Linked DNA regions of Gossypium arboreum: region 2 is linked to region 1. The links are chromatin contacts, called in public Hi-C maps. All regions are on one chromosome and are shown on one strand. The core of a region is the stretch at or near the end of the contact, and the rest is flanking DNA. Distances in the headings are between cores, read along the strand shown.

What was found. A called contact is a pair of places that touch in the nucleus more often than the background predicts.
Region 2: a Hi-C map of leaf shows a contact between it and region 1, with 4 times the contacts expected there. The contact joins the promoter of LOC108467831 here to the promoter of LOC108461287 in region 1. A contact is called at or near these places in 2 of 5 Hi-C or Micro-C datasets (both in leaf).

What each region holds. Positions count from the first base shown.
Region 1 is chr13:103,280,902-103,283,601 of ASM2569848v2, reverse strand. It overlaps LOC108461287 (sucrose transport protein SUC8-like), which reads left to right and starts at 1,417. Exons shown (of 4, transcript XM_017761085.2): 1 at 1,417-2,700. The coding sequence starts at 1,666.
Region 2 is chr13:103,810,370-103,813,069 of ASM2569848v2, reverse strand. LOC108467831 (vesicle transport protein GOT1) reads right to left here and starts at 1,294. Exons shown (of 7, transcript XM_017768627.2): 1 at 989-1,294; 2 at 711-767. The coding sequence starts at 741.

The sequences.
Region 1 (2,700 bases), core at 168-2,667:
AACTTTGAACTACTTTTTCTACAATTTTTTTTTAAAAAATATCACCGGTACCGCTTGACACGGCGACAACACCTAAAAAATATTTTTTTAAAATATTTTAATGGGTGTCACCTGACATATCGATGACACCCATTAAAATTTCTTTTCCTTTTTTTTCTCCATCGTGAATACTTGTATTTTTAACGAGTATTCTAAAAAATACATAATGGTGCGGCCTGACATAGTGGCAGAACCTAAAAAGATATTTTTTTAAGAAGCTGATGATTGGCTAATAATGAGGGGACGGTGCCGCCGGTGAGTCAGGAGGCATTGTCGGTCATTTTTGAGAACAAGTCATTTACGTACATTAATTTTTTACTTGGACCATTTTCATAAATAATTCTTTTAGGATTAATTGCGTAAAAAAGCCCCCTATTCCCGACATGTGGCATATATATTGTCTTAAAATTATTTAAATTTGAAATCAAATTGATAGAATGTGTTAGTATTAGAGGGTTAAATTTGTTATCAAACCAATAAAATAAACTCATGTTAGCATTTTCATCAAATTTTAAATGGCTCCAAAAATTTTGATTCCGAATAGATTAATGTTAACATAAAAAAAATAAAAATTTAAGGGATAAATCCCAAAGATGTACAAGAAATATGGTTTAATATGCAATTGCATATATGAACTTTGATTTGTGCAATTTTACACATGAAATTTTGATTTGACCCAATTTTTGTAAATTAGTAACACAATTATTGATATAACATCATTTTATGTTTATATATTGTATATATAAATAATTATATTTATCAATATAAAAAATTTAATGTATTTATTTCTTTAAATTAGCATGATTAAATCAAAATTAAAGTTTTAAATATATATTAAAACTATAATTAAAGTTTTATATGTATAATTGCACCAAATTAAAACTTATATATATAATTACATATTAAATAAAATATATATACAATTTTAAAATTAATCCCAAAATTTAATAAAAATACAACACGAATAATAATTTAATCAACATTTCTATACTTCATCCAAATATAATATTAATCCTAATACAAAATTCTTATACGATTTCAATGGAAATGACACCAATTGAATTTAGCTTTTTGGCGGTAGAAACAAATTAAATATAATACTTGAAAATTTTACCTTCAAAATTATTTTATTAATTCCTCCCATCTACTTCTGAATTTCTTACCAAAATCAAAATAGAAGGTTATAATAATAATAATAATAATAATAATAATAATAATAATAATTGAATAAACATTTAACCTCGACGCAAGTCTCAAATCTTTAATTTAAAATTAAATAAGTTCCATTCACCCAAAGCAAAAAAAAAAAAAAAAAGCCAAAATAGGAAAGATGTAATTATGAGATTCCATCAATTGGGCAACTTACTTGGATTCGTTACAACCAAGCTTTATCCATATATTGAATCCACAAATAGTATATACTTGTACACACTCAAATTTATTTTCAAAGTTATTAACTATTTTTAACCATATATAATTTCTTGTGCCCTATATAAATATCATCTTATTTATGATTCACTCACACTTCACACCATCAAGACATATATACACCATATATGCTGATTGCACTTTTCCATCAATCATCAGTTTCTTGTCATTCTTTTTTATCTGTATGATAAGAGCGCCATGGAGACAGGTCAAACCGTAACCCCGATCCCGCTATGGAATATTGTGGTGATTTCAGCCATTGCCGCCGGGATCCAATTCGGATGGGCTCTGCAACTTTCTCTTCTAACCCCTTATGTCCAAACCCTTGGTGTTCCTCACGTCTGGGCTGCTTTCATTTGGCTTTGTGGTCCCATCTCCGGCCTCGTCGTTCAACCCATTGTAGGCTACAGCAGTGACCGTTGTACCTCTCGCATCGGTCGTCGCCGACCCTTCATTGCTGTTGGAGCTTGTTTCGTTGCCGTCGCTGTTTTCATGATTGGCTTCGCCAAAGACATCGGTCACCGATCTGGTGATTCACTGCAAAATCCCACAAAGCCTAGGGCCGTTGCCATCTTCGTTACAGGTTTTTGGATCCTCGATGTGGCTAACAACATGTTACAAGGTCCATGCCGCGCTTTCTTGGCTGACCTTTCGTCGAATGATCATAAAAGAATGAGGATCGCCAATGCGTGGTTCTCGTTTTTCATGGCTGTTGGCAACGTTTTAGGTTACGCAGCTGGTTCCTTCTCAGATCTCCACAAGCTCCTACCCTTCACACAAACAACCGCCTGTGATGTTTACTGTGCAAACCTCAAAACTTGTTTCATAATTGACATTGTTTTCCTCCTGTCTATCACAATAACCGCCATTACCACCGTGAAAGAGACACCAATAACAAGAAAGGAAGCTGGAGACGAAGAGGACAACGAAGGAAGGTCATCGGGGCGGCCTTTCTTTGCGGAGTTAGTGATGGCATTCAAGACCCTGAAAAAACCAATGTGGATCTTGCTTCTGGTGACATGCCTTAATTGGATGGCATGGTTTCCATTCTTGTTGTACGACACTGACTGGATGGGGGCGGAAGTATACGGAGGGAAAGTGAAGGGGAGTGCAAGCCAACAAAAATTGTACGACGAGGGAGTGCGTGCGGGTGCGTTGGGTCTAATGATAAACTCCATAGTGTTGGCGTTCGCGTCGTTGGGGTTAGAGCCTGTGAGCCGGTTGATAGGTGGA
Region 2 (2,700 bases), core at 45-2,544, 530 kb before region 1:
AAGGTGTGGTGCACACGCTTCACCAAGCATAAATGCATGCATAAATAAATTTAACAATGAGAACTACATCCTATTGAACTACCCTATATATTTGAACTTTGAATAATAAGGGGTGTACATATCAATTAGAAATCCTTCACCATCTACGCACATCAAATGTGATCAACGGAGCTCCACTAGTAAATCATTTTGGAGTTTGACTAACATCAATTTATTAGAATTACCAGTTAATATATGTTTCTTAATAAAGCAGCATAACTTACCAAACAACTCCGAATAGCTTACTAAAATATTTGTTCGGATAATAAATAATAAAAAATATTCTTTCTAAGGAAATATATTCGACTGACTTTGCCATACTAATTTAACGTCTAATATAAATTAGCACATCAAATCATTCCCAGATTGCCTCAACGTAAAATAACATGGACACTTCAAAGACTTTCCTAACTTAACAGCAGTTACAAAATTTTACCAACATGCATAATAATAAATAAAAATCCCAAGATAAACGATGAACCAAGTCCAGAGATCTGAATTTCACAAAAATTTCTAGGGATTGCACAATGCATATTTCAAGCATCAAACCTCCATCGGAAAAAAAAAAGTATCACACCGAACAGAAGTTTCACAAAATCACAGATTCATAGATGCGTTAATTGAATGAAAAGAAGCACAGAAAGCACAGAAAATGGAAGATAAAAGCTCACTTTTTCGATCATTCATTTCAAAGGAAACCATTTTGCTGATTCTTCAGATACCTGTTACTTTCAAAAAGCAAAACAAATAAGAAACGGAATCATGTGATAGAATCAGGGGAAAAAAAGGGGAAAACAGAATTTAATAATTAAATACAGATCTAATAGAGTACAGACTCCACATAAAAAAGAAGAAAAACAAATCTTAAATAAAAAATCCCGTTTGTTTACAGAGAGGAAAAAGAAGTAATTTCTCGGTAATCAAACAGAGAAAGAAAAGAAACAACTACCTGAAAGTGATTGAGAAATTCAGAAATGGGAAGCGAGCGAGCGAAAGAGGGAGCCGCGAGTTAATGTAAATAAAACAAGTTGAAAAAATACTTGAGATAACAAAAATATATAAAATTTTAAAATTTTTTATTTAGCATCTCTGTTTACATGAGAAGTAACTGAAATGACATAAAACTCCTCATCATCAACTTATATTTTCCAAAAGCAGTCCATCAAAAGAGGCAATGTAAAGTTTATGTGACCACTTGTAGTAGCAGAAGCAGAAGCTTTTCCATTGCTGCATTGCTAAAAAATGCACATTCTGGTATTAAAATATTGTAACTGAATATTATATATTATATTAATTGAAATTATATAATATATTAATTTCGTTTATTGACAACCGGAATCCGAATTAACCTTAATAATCAAGATAATGAAAACTTAGAAAAAGCGTGGATTAATTCAGATTGGACCGACTTTGGGTAATTCCTAGTAAAAGTATCTCCTCCGTCTGGTGGTGGATCTTCTCAAAGTCCGCTTGATGAGTCCTTAGTTTAGAACAAGGTAGCTGCTAATGCTTCCAATCTATTAATTATGATATCATTTATAATTAACCTCTCATTGTTGAGTCCAGAAATACTCATTACTGTGTTGCTATCTGATATTACAACATCTCTCCTCTATAAAACATCTCGTGTTTTTTGTTGCTTACTCTCCTTTTTAGCTAAGCCTGTAAGGACTGATTTTCTATCAAATTAATTAATATATAGTCGTCAACACCAATCTGCATTTGCAATAAATCCAAGGAGTGAAGACCTTCTATACATCATTCATGAGAAAAGCAATAAACGATGTGTTTTTACACTGACAAGCATTGCGGTGTCGGCGAGGGAAGCATCATCAATGGCTTTGTAGTTCCATTAAAAGAGAACCACAAGCTGTTGTTGACGAGAGTGCTTCTCCCACAGTACAACACCAGTAGCTTGCAAGTTTGCAAGTTCAGCATAAGCAGCTGGCTTATTGCATTTCTCAGTTTGTACTTGGGGAAGTGGTGGTTAGGGAGATTCTAAGATATTGGCCAGTTACTAATTGTCAAAAAGAAATTATAGTTATAGGAGAACAGGATGAGGTGGTGGAGAATATGGATCCAGATCAGGCCCCTCTGCACCCAAATAACAAGGTGTTCCAACAGTTAACACAAAATGTGAAGGCCATGGATCCAACTCTATACTACAGGTGCCTTACAGAAATGGGTCATCGGGAATCAGAAGAAATCAAGAGGAAACAGAAATAGTGACAATTTATGCACATCAATAATAAGCTCTTCCATTCAACAATATATGCATGTCTTGTTCTCATTGAACTGAAGTGCAAGGCGTCGTATTTTGTGCTGCCACTAACTTCAGCAATTAGAAAACATGAAACCTTAGTGACGACAACTAAGAAAGTGGCTATGAATTATGAGACTCGTGACATTGATGGAACAGAATGCCAAGATTCTGGCAGTGTTCAAATTTCAAAAGTTAAAAAGGAAAACGAGGGGACTGTCGGGTTTGTTGTGATGGGGCAAAAACCAAACAATTCTATGGCCAGTCCACTAACGAGCACTTTTCTTTGGGCTTACAAAAGTCGTGTTGGGTCGCAAAGTCTGTTACTAAATCCAAATTTGACTTTAATACAAGCCATGTTTGATGTTTTGGGATATTTGGGTATATCTAAGCGCCCATGT